Regions from separate parts of the Gossypium hirsutum genome. Here region 2 is linked to region 1. Evidence: chromatin contacts called from public Hi-C data. All regions are on one chromosome and are shown on one strand. The core of a region is the stretch at or near the end of the contact, and the rest is flanking DNA. Distances in the headings are between cores, read along the strand shown.

Region 1 (6,101 bases), core at 2,388-4,887:
GCGCTAGTTGTCAATGTAAGTTCATAGTATTTAGATGTATAATTTAAATTCCATATATATATTTTCATCTTATAACCATGTAATAAAATACTTATGTTAACTATACCTGAATGCACGTACGTGCCCTTATTTGTACTTTGGTACCCCTGATTGCACATACGTGCCCCTATTTATACTTCAGTAATTTCAATCAAGTAAAATAAAAGTTGCATTCAATTGATGATAAGTTTACATGTTTTTGTGTATTGTTTTGTAGATCATTATCGCTGACTTTTGGATGGATCGAATCTACAGCTCACATTATCCATCGATGTTGGTAGTTCTTATTCTCTTTAAGGTTGTGGCATGTGTATGTGGCTTTATAGGTTGTTTTGGTGTAATATTGTGAATTACTAAACTAGGTGAATAGATATCTTTTGGTACAAATAGGATGTTATGAAAGTAAACACTTATGGGTTATTTTGGTTTGTTGATGAATTTAGTTGATATGTTTGGTTTGTGAATATGGTATATTGGTTAGTGTGCTTTTGGCACTTTGATGCTTTGTGGATTGGTATGGATATGACCAATTTGGTATGTTTGATTTGTGGTTAATTAGGAAATGTTATGGTATAAAGATAAGCTAGTTGATGAATGGTTAAGTGTGATCATGTTTATGTATGTTTTAGGTATGTGTTTAAAGTGCCTAAATGGCATATTGGTTGTATGGATTATTAGCCTATTTTATGGATCTTTTTTTTAATGCAGGTTTTGAGCATGTTTAGAAGTCTTTAACATGTGTGCCAAAGTGCCTAAGTTTATGCTTGTGAAGGGTGAAAGAAATGGCTTAATTTTAACCATTTTCTTGTCCACACAGCTAAAGACACGGGCGTGTATCTCAGCCGTGTGTGACATACGGCCATGTGACACGGTCATGTTTTCCCTGTAGGTTTCAAAGGATTACAAGTCAGGCAGTTACACGGCCTAGCACACGACCTGGCACACGGGTGTGTGAGGCCATTTCGAGAGTTACATGGTTCGACACATGGGCGTGTGGCTTGACCGTGTGACCCAAGTCAGAGAGTTACACGGGCACGGACACGGGCTGGGACACAGCCATGTGTCCCTACTTCGAATGTTTACATGGCCTAAGACACGGGCGTGTGTCTCAACCATGTGAGTCACACGACCGTGTGACCCCTGCAGTATGAAATTTTCTAACTTTTTCCTTATTATTTCAAAAGTTCTTGAATTAGTCCCGAATCTTTTTTAAAGTATTTCTAAGGCTTCGAGGGCTCGAATAAGGGACGATATGTATGTGTTTGAATGACTTATGATATGATATATGAAATGTTTGAAAACAAATGATTTAAGTTGCATATTTACGGTAATGCTCCGTAACCTTATTCTGGCGAATGATATGAGTTAGGGGTGTTACAGTCCACCACCCTGATAAAGAATACTCACCTCGAGCAAGCAAGGAAATTTATGTTTAGTTTAATTTACATTTGTTACCCTCGTGTGATAGGGTTAATTTATGGTGTAGTGAAGGAACTCACTAAGTTCATTTGAACTTATAAGAGTTTGTCCGATGTTTGCAAGATTTGCAAGGTTAATCGAGGACTTAGAGAATGGACCTAACTAGACAGTGACAAGATCGGGGATCGCGGGCAGTTAGAGTCATACACATAGGAAGAAGGTACCATTGGAGGCTTCGCCTCAAAAACAATAACAACGAAGCCAGATAACATCCCTAAAATCTAGATTTTTAGGATAGTTAGCCCTTAGCTAAATTTTAAGAGTTATTTTGTAAACAAATAGTTTGTATAGAGACAAAAACCTTGTGAGACCAAGCTTTTGGATAAGCTAGAGGCTTTTATTGTAAGAAGCATTATTGTTTCAATATAGTTTATCTTATAACAGTTAGCCGATAGAATTTAGGATAAGTTAATCAAGTCATACCCGGATCTGGCAGACAGGTCGGGTTAGGGGTGTTACAGTTTAGGTACCGGTTAAATGTTCCCAAAAAATACAAAATATGTACAAATTGCCAAGTTCAGGTGCCATCGTATATATACCCTTAGAATGTTTTAAAGTTTAAGGATCAATTTCGAATGAAAGTATAATTTAATGATGTCTAATGCAATTAACTCTTCAACTTATGGGTAAACTACACTATTAGTCACTAAACTATGGGTAAATTTTCATTTCAGTCACTTAACTAAAGAAAGTTACAATTTGATCATTAAACTATTCGAAAGTTTTCATTTAAGTCATTGAACTATTCAAAAGTTTTTATTTAAGTCACTAGATTAATTTTTTTTAAAGTTTCGCCAGTGAGCTCCAAGCGACGATTCGATGATCGATATAGTGGATCAGTACCCATCGACGAGTAGGACATACCTTAGATCCAAGTTGATTTGATAGTTAATGTCAAAGATTAAAGAAAAAAGTTATTTGAATGTTGGTTCGCAAATTGTGACTTCCAAAATTGTTTCATAAAAAAAAAATTGAACTATAAAAGATAAGAGGAAAAAAAGCTTTCTATTGGTGTCGGTAGTATGAACAAAAAAAACTATAACATTGATTTTAATAGTATAGTGACTTAAATGAAAACTTTTAAATAATCCAGTGATCAAATTATAACTTTTTTTATTAAGCGACTAAAATGAAAACTTACCCATAATTTAATGACTAATGGTATAGTTTACCCTTTTAATTATTAGTAACATATGAACAAATCAAGCAAGTGGATCTTGTTATTTGTCCCGAGAGCAGGTGGTATGGAAAATGGAAAAACAGTAGAATTAGTTAGTTGCTCACTGCGTGGGACGCTATGCGATGCGGTCCAGACAAACACCACACGACACAACCGCATATTATCTCAAGTTCGCACCGCCCACTAAATTAGCAAATAATCAAATAAAAATTTTCTTATTTTTACTTTTGTTTTCATTTTTAATTTTAATTAGAAAAAAACTCCACCATATTCTTTTTAAGACCAAAAAGAAAGATGACCCCACATCCTCACCCATTGGAGGCAGCTATCACGCAACGCCCTTTTACCTGTTCTTTTCCTTCTAGGAAAAATCAAAATTTCAAAATTTTTCACATTTTCAAAAAAATATAATTAATAAAATTTTAAAAATATTTGTTGTTTTTAATTTATATGTTTTGAAAATACGACACTTGGCTAAGAATCAAGTTATCAACATCTATACTTATCTTAAGCTTTTAATCCAATTGGTGTATGTACATACTCCGATAAAAAAATACTAATGTATATAACTAAATTGAAAAATTATTAAAATATTTTTTATTTAAAAAATAAATTATACTATTATAAAAACATGTTTTTTAGTAAAAATTTTTCATAATGTTTTAATATACAAGTTGATAATAAACCAAAATTTTAACCTAACATTATTATTGTATTTTGAACTTGGATGAAATATGATATTAACAAATAAATAAAAAATGAAAGAAATTGGACTTTATTGTGGCGTTGACACCCACCTGGCGATCCATGAGAGCTGACAAGGCTCCAAAGTCCAAATGGCTCTTCCACGCGCCAACCCTACGGCTCCACCCGTCCCCTCTTCATTCTCTCTCTTTCTTTCATTTTAAATTTTTATTTCTCCTCTTTTTCCATTTTTATATCCCAAAAAAGCCGCCACGAATGCTTAACGCTTCTCCAGTTTTTCTACACGGAAATCTAAAGTACCCCTACATATCTGATCCCGCGATTCTCTGATTTAGCATTTCCATTCCTTTTCTATTCTTTTCTTTTTTTAAAATATAAATAAGAGATCTTTCGAGTATAGGAGGCTTTTTCTCCCAAGTTCTTTTGCATTTATTTATTTTTCCTTTTCTTTTGTTGATCGCATGAATTTGGGAAGCATATAACTAAAGAGAAGGGACAGGACATTATTGGAGTGGAAATTTGAATTTTGATTAGTCAACATGGTTACTGGAAACTTATTTCATTCTAAAAAGAATTCATGGCCGCCTGAAGAATATGTCAGCCGTAATACTTTACAATTGGTAAGTTTTTTGTTTTGCCTCTTTTCTTTTCTTAATATTAACGGGGATAACTTTGTTGATTATGGCGTTCTTTTTTTCTAAGTTGATTTCGTTCTGTTTGGTTCCTGAGAAAATGTGTAAAAGCGGAGGAAAAAAAATAGTAGTAGTCTAAAAGTTAAGAGGAGCAAGGTTGTTTTTCCACAGAATTAGTTCTATCCTAAAGTAATAAGGTTCAAATTCATTTTGTAGAAAATTTGAACTATTTATTTTGTATATTTTCTGCCTCTTATTTAATTCAATCATCGCGCTTGATTTTGTAGATAGCATATAAGACATGCCTTAGGAACTATTTAATTAAATTTTTACTTAAATATTTGGAAATGATCCTTTTTCTATGTATTTACCATTAATGAGAGCTTGACTGCGAGCTTGCGTCTCGTCAAAATTCAGGAAAAAAAAGGGATCGCTGGCCTGATACGATTCATGCCATAGATACGATTAGTTGATTTTTGCGGCTGGTGTCTGGTCAAAAACCTGTAAATTGTTAGAAGTAAGAAAAAACGTTTTGAACTTGATGCCAATTAGAATCATTTCAGTATTCGTTTCAACTGTAGGGAAGAGATTGACAGTGATTCTTCTCAAATTAATACAGTTGGTTCTGCCTGATATTATTTCATATCTGATAATCTTAAATCAGCAATATGACAATATTCCGTCTGCATACATATGACTGAGTAAAAGGACTAAAAGTGACATTTTGATTTAATTTTGGGTCTTCAATGCCACATCTCTTTTATATGAGAACTATTTTATTTGACATGATAATCGTGGTTTTTATTTCAGATTAATTTAAGCTTTCTTCTGTACTGATTTTAGTGAATTTTTTGGTTTGGTTCTCTATAGTTTAATTTTGATAGTGCTGCCCCACCAAAACAAGCTTGGAGAAGAAGGTTAAACAGCCATGCTAATATTCTTAAAGAATTCAGTGTTACATTTATGGAAGCAATACAGATGGTAAGTGATAGAAGACCCTGCTTGACTGATTCCAGATAAGAGATAATTAATTCTGTATAGCAAGTATGCTTGATATCCTGTACTGGTTACCTTGGTCTGGGAATTTTGAAATCTTAGGTGCGATTAGGCATACGTCTATGGTCCTATGTCAGGGAAGAGGCTTCTCATGGAAGGGTAATTCTCTTGTTTAATTCAGTTTACACTCATTTGATATTCTTTCCACCTTTTAGTTTCTAGAAATAGGTTATTATTTCCTAGATAGCACAACTGCAGGATGAAGATGTTTTCTGAGTTTTTCTTTTTTATATTATCGCATGATTATGTGCAGAAAGCACCCATTGACCCTTTTACCCGAGAAAGTTGTAAGCCATCTGCATCTCAAGGAGTTCCACTGGGAGGGATGGGGTATTTAATCTGGTTAGCTACATTCAGTTCTTAGTGCTGGAACTTTTCATGTACTCTAATGGTGGCAAATCATGTTGCAGGAGTGGCAGTATATCCAGGGGTTTCAGAGGTGAGTTCAGGCAATGGCAAATTATCCCTGGAACTTGCAACATTTCACCTGTTATGGCTAATCAATTTTCTGTAAAGCTCTGCCCTTCTACTTATTTACTTGTTCGTGTTATATTTTTTTATGAGTTTTTAACTGATTTATTTCAAGAGAATGATCCAAAACCAAAAATATGTATATAATATAAGATCGGTCAACATATGGTTTTAGGACTATCAGCTGAACTCATGTATATGCATTGAACTTGAATTTTTCTTCTGATGAGACAAATTGACATTTTCGTTAAAAGGTTTTGAGAGGCAATATTTGAATTTTATAAGATGACATTCTTTTTCATTTTAAATCTAGCACCAATCATGTAGTTGCTGTGCACCATCAATTATTCAATATTATTTTATTAGTAGATTATGGTTGCAGTTTTTCCAACTTAAATTTATGAAACAGATATGGCCAGTCCCCCCAGATAAGGGATTACAAAAAATAAAAAATAGCTCAAGAAATGTTAAACCAGAATTTCTTCTTCTTGCTGGTTTGATTTATTTCTGATATTGTAGATATTTATATCTCGCGATGG
Region 2 (6,101 bases), core at 2,422-4,921, 270 kb before region 1:
GGTTAACCTTGGGATATTCTAGTCATAAAATATATGAATTTCAGCTTATAAATAGGCCATAGTTACCCTAGATTTACACACAAACAATATGCAGATTGAGAGAGTTCTATGTTCTGAGTTTGAAGGGTTTTCTTTTGGGATTTTGAGGTTTTCTTTTGAATCTCTCCACTTTTGTATTCGTTTTATATATTAGTGACATCTTCTTTTGCTTGTGGTTTTTTATCTTCTTTTGAGGAGTTTTGCCACGTAAAATTTGTGTGTTCGATCTTTTCAATTTCTTTACTTATTTTACTTGTTCATTGCTTATACGAGTTTATCCCCAACAATATGACACCAAGTTGTGGGTGAAGGAAAAAAAAAGGTAAAATTTTTTTTCCAATTTATCTCAATTTTAAAATTAAGCAAATTGGTCACTCTAAAAATATCAAAACAATTTAATATCTGTCAATTTTGAAAATGAGTGATTAAGGACAATTAATCACGAAGTTAATATTTTCCATCAATTGTACATGATTTTGATTGGTATAATAATATATTTAACTCTCAAAGTTCACACATTCTGTCAATTTGGTTCTAATTTAACCAATTTATCCCCTAGCATTTGTGTAAATGTGTAAATGTTGAGGCTGAATTTGTTGAAATTTTTAGAATTAAGGCCAAAATGAAAAAAAATATGTAAACATTAAAAGCTAAATTTGTTACTGTGCTAATCAAAATTGTGTACAATTGATAGAAGACAATAACACCGTAATTAATTGTTCTTAGTTGTTCACTTTCAAAATTGTCAGGGATTAAATTACTCCTAATTTTTTAATAAAAACCAATTTACTTAATTTCAAAATTAAAAAGGTATGAAGAGATCTTTTTACCGACAAAAAAAAACTATAAAAATTAACATATTAAGCCACACCCATAAATTCTTGAACTTCATGACTTAACCATCAATCTATTTTTGACATTTTTTCATGTTTTAGTTTAAGAATATATAAATATCAAAAGACATATCCTTATAATTTTTTTAATATTTTTAATTTAACTTTTTTTCAATTAAGTTGATGTTCAATTAATTTATGCTATCAACTCCATAAGGGATTTTATAAGTAGTATATATATACATGTTTTTGCATGCGATGCATGAATTGATTGTGTATATTAATTAAAATATATTATATTTATTTGTTAAAAAATTGGTACAAAATTTCATCAATACTATGTTTGAGAAAGTAAAAGCACTATAATATAGTGCTACGTTCGATAGGAATATTATATTTTACACATGTTTTAGTATATAGGTTAGCAATAAACTAATTCAATAGATAATATTTAACCAATTCGATAACTTATTTTTAGCAAAAAAAAGAAGAAGAAAATTTTTCACTTATTTTGAAGTGATATTATTTATTACAAGAGTTATTCGTTATGTTTCTATTTTAAGTTTAAAATTGTATTAACTATTCTATATTTTATGTTTAATTATTGTAATACATGCGTAATAAATAATTTTTTTCTCAAACAAACCGCAAATGTTTAATTTTTAAAATTTATATTATGATCAATATATATTAGGACAAAAAAAATTAATTCTCTTTCATATTAAATACATTTATATTTTGATATTAATTATGATACATGGATTTTTTTTACATATTAAATATAATTTTTCAATTTTATGTAGCTATTATTAGGGTACCTCCACCACACTCGACAATAGGTGCTGATAGGATTATCTGGGGAGGTACATCGACAGGTTCTTTTTTGGTTAAAAGTGCATATGGAGAAATCCAGGAAAATTCCTGGAAGCCGAAAGAAGTTGTGTGGAAGATCCCTTGGAAGTTTCAAGGACCACAAAAGGGTTAGGTCTTTTGTTTGGCTTGCTTTCAAGCAGAGGTTGTTCACTAATATGGAAAGAGTTCGATGAGGTATCGGCCATAACTCGGTGTGTGGGGTTTGTGGGCATATCACTGAGGATATGTTGCATGCTATTGGGGATTGTCCTACTGCAATGGATATTTGGAACCTTTTAATTCCTACTGATCAAATTGTTAACTTTTATTCAGGTAATTTACAAGAATGGATCACATCAAACCTGCAGAATAGGCATGACTTGGGATTTGGAGAGGTCTAATGAAAGTGCTTTTTTGAGATTCTCATATGGCGTATATGGAAAAATCACAATCTCTTTATTTTTCAAGGTTCGTCTTGGAGCAGCAATGACACTATTAAGGTCTAATATAGCTGGGCCAAACAATTTATGATAATAGCTAGGGGTCCAACGAATTCGCTTTAGGCTCTGATTTAATGCTCCAATTTGCCTGGAAACTGGGTTTACTTGAATACTGATGGTTTCGTTAGGCGTGAGGATGGTTCTGCTTTAGCAGAATTGTGCGAGACCGAAATAAGAAGTGAATCTTTGGCTTTAACAGATTCTTGGGGAGCTGTTCAATGTTCGAGGCTGAATTGTGGGGCATATTAGATGGCTTAAGCATCTTGGTTGATCGAGGGTATGATAATATATTGGTTCAGACAGATAGCCTTGAAGTGGCTAATGCCATAAAGGAGGGATTTACAGGAGGATCTAACTTTGCTTTGATTAGGAGGATTATTCAGTTGTTTTCTCGGATTCAACATTAGAGTATTTGCCATATCCCTAAAGAAGAGAACTAAGAAGCTGATAGACTGGTCAAGTTGGTTCACTTGGATAGTAAATGATTACAAGTTTTTGAAGTCTCCCCATTTAGGGGATTGCATTTTGTGATGTAATTTTTTTTATTCTTCTTTGTCACAAAATATATATAATTTTTCAATTTTATGTAGCTATTATTAAATGTGATACACAAATGTATATTATTGTAAATATGTAAACTAATTATAGTAAATATATATTAAGTAATTATGATTAATTATATTATGTGAACTAATTATGGTTAATATATATTAATTGATTATGGTGAATTTATATTAGATAAACTAATTATGGTAAAACTGTATCAAGTAATTAATTGTTTACTAAATATGTTTAAACATTAATGTAGGTTCTAACTAAAAATACATATTAACTTAATTATGGTAAATATTATGCATAATAGTGGTTCCCATTACTATTTTAATATATAATTGATGATGTGTCAACCAACTAGAGATGTCAATTATCATCATTTTAGACATGCCATATAGGATATTTTCCTTCTTTGCTTCAATATCTTACTTTCAAAGAATGGTCAAGTTATGAGTTCCATCCTTTTATTTTATGAAAATTAATAAGTTAGTCCCACAGTTTTAATTTGTCAAAATTTAATTTTGTACTTTACGAAAACTAAAAAATTAGTTTAGTTGTTGGTAAATACATGAAGTTGAACCACTATTTTTTTGCTAATTTGTTCGGTATAGATTGTTGAATTTTTTATTTTAACTATTTTGTGCATATGAATTAAAAAAATCGATGATTTTAAGGTTAACAATTCAAAGGCAATATTTAATAGTGTTACCTAATGGGACTAACTTATTAGTTTTTGTAAAGCAAATTAAAATATAAGAATTAAGTCAACAACCTCTTGACCCAATAGAAAAAATATTATGTTATAAGCATAAAAGCTTGGATTTGATCCCAAGTAACCTCGTTCCCCTTATGTAATTATATAAAAAGAGGACTAAAATGTCAATTTCAGTAAAATAGAGGGATGCATTTCATGATTAGGCATTTCAATCACTGATAAGCTATACAAATACAGAGATCCTTTGACTTCGAGACTCACTTTAGAACACCACACCGGAGGAGCTTTAATTAGTCGCCTGTTTCTTCCCTTGTTTTTCTGTTTGAACAATCCAATCTAATCTATGTTCCGTTTTTGATGTTCAAAATTTAATTTGTGTTTACTTGTAACTATTGAATCTCTATCGTTACACACCCACAAAACGCACCTCTAAAAGGTTATAAGAAAAAGAAAAAAACCCAAACCACCAGCGTTTCAAGGAGGAAAATTAATGGAAGAGCTAAAGTCACGGCCTGCAAATTCTTCCCCTCTCACCCCACTAGGCTTCTTAGACAGAGCAGCCACCGTGTACGGTGATTGCACCTCCATCATCTACAATAATACTTCCTACACTTGGTCTGAAACCCACCGGCGATGTCTCCAGTTAGCTTCTTCCCTCTCCTCTACCGGCATCAAAACGGGCCACGTCGTTTCCGTTTTAGCCCCCAACATCCCAGCAATGTACGAGCTTCATTTCGCTGTTCCCATGTCTGGTGCTGTACTAAACAGCATCAACACCCGCCTTGATGCCCGCACTGTCTCCGTCCTCCTATGTCACAGTGAATCAAAGCTCCTCTTTGTCGATACCCTTTCTCAGTCTCTGGCCCTGCAAGCCATCTCTTTGTTTCCTCCCAACGAAAACCCCCCACTTCTGGTCTTAATCAAAGATGATGAGGATGATGGTGTGAGTTCCACCATTGACTCTCGCTTCTGTTGCACGTATGAGAGTCTGGTGCAGAAAGGCAACCCTGGTTTCAAGTGGATTCGGCCTGAAAGTGAGTGGAATCCGATTGTTTTGAACTATACATCAGGTACCACCTCGTCTCCTAAAGGAGTGGTTCATTGCCACAGGGCAGTTTTCACCAACACCGTTGATTCTTTAATCCATTGGGAAGTTCCAAAACAACCTGTTTACTTATGGACACTCCCAATGTTTCATGCTAATGGGTGGAGTTTCACTTGGGGGATGGCTGCCGTCGGTGGAACTAATATTTGCGTTCGAAAATTCGACGCCCGAATCATCTATAGTTTGATCAGAAAACATGGCGTCACTCATATGTGTGGAGCCCCCGTGGTGCTTAACATGTTAACAAATTCTCCTGAAACTAAACCTCTCCAAAATCCAGTCCAAATCCTCACCGCTGGAGCTCCACCGCCAGCAGCGGTTCTTTACAGGACCGAGTCACTCGGTTTCATAGTGAGTCACGGGTACGGGTTAACCGAAACGGGAGGACTGGTTGTTTCTTGTGCTTGGAAAAGGGAATGGAACAAGTTTCCATTGGCGGAGAGGGCGAGGCTGAAAGCGAGACAAGGAGTGAGAACTCTGACTGTGACGGAAGCGGACATAGTGGATCCCGAGTCAGGACTGAGTGTAAAGCGAGACGGGTCAAGCCTTGGGGAAATCGTTTTGAGAGGTCCTTGTATCATGTTGGGGTATCTAAAGGACCCAAATGCCACATCCAAGTGCTTGAAAGAAGACGGCTGGTTTTACACCGGAGATGTTGGGGTGATCCACCCTGATGGATATATGGAAATCAAAGATCGTTCAAAGGATGTTATAATTAGCGGCGGGGAGAATCTGAGCAGTGTTGAAGTTGAATCCATTTTGTACACTCACCCAGCAATCAATGAAGCAGCGGTGGTGGCTAGGCCGGATGAGTATTGGGGAGAGACTCCTTGTGCTTTTGTGAGCTTGAAAGCTGAGTTAACTCGGAAACCCAGTGAGATTGAGATTATGGAGTACTGTAGAGCCAAGTTGCCACACTACATGGTGCCCAAAACGGTGGTGTTTAAGGATGAATTACCCAAGACTTCAACGGGGAAGATTCTCAAGTTTGTTCTGAGGGAAATTGCAAAGGGAATGGGTTCATCTTCCCCTCGGGTGAGTAGAATGTGAACTGAGTCGAATCGCGTTTTGCATGATTGTCTGTGTCAGCAAGGTAAAGATTGGATTGTCGTTTCGATCAAAACTAGTTAAAAAACAATAAACTATGTATTATGTAAGCAATTTATATGATTGGCTCAAAACTAGTTACTAGATGAGACATGCCGAATTTAACTAATAGTAGTGAATAATATGGTCGTATTTCAGATTTGGAAATGCCATCTCATGTGTATTGTTTGGCTAACCTTCAACACTATAAATTGGAATGCAATAATACATATATAAATAACTAATATACTAGGCACCGGTGTAGTAACAAATAATTTTCATTGTTAAATCTCTCTATTAACATTAAGTTACCTGCTTTACAAATAGAGCCATTTTGTTCTGTTTGGCAGCAATTGATATCATAATAATTTAATTGAATAAATATTAAAATATTTTCTGGTATTATTTTAAAATATTTT

Evidence for each region. Hi-C and Micro-C count contacts between places; a contact is called where the count stands out from the background.
Region 2: a contact with region 1 is called in a Hi-C map of leaf, with 2.0 times the contacts expected there. The contact joins the promoter of LOC107914845 here to the promoter of LOC107914844 in region 1. A contact is called at or near these places in 10 of 34 Hi-C or Micro-C datasets (anther, callus, hypocotyl and 2 more).

The regions. Positions count from the first base shown.
Region 1 is chrD10:30,223,715-30,229,815 of Gossypium_hirsutum_v2.1, reverse strand. LOC107914844 (non-lysosomal glucosylceramidase) reads left to right here and starts at 3,637. Exons shown (of 18, transcript XM_016843888.2): 1 at 3,637-4,023; 2 at 4,906-5,016; 3 at 5,134-5,190; 4 at 5,345-5,421; 5 at 5,502-5,601; 6 at 6,082-6,101. The coding sequence starts at 3,943.
Region 2 is chrD10:30,490,553-30,496,653 of Gossypium_hirsutum_v2.1, reverse strand. LOC107914845 (probable acyl-activating enzyme 6) reads left to right here and starts at 3,671. Exons shown (of 1, transcript XM_016843892.2): 1 at 3,671-5,855. The coding sequence starts at 3,982. The coding sequence ends at 5,646.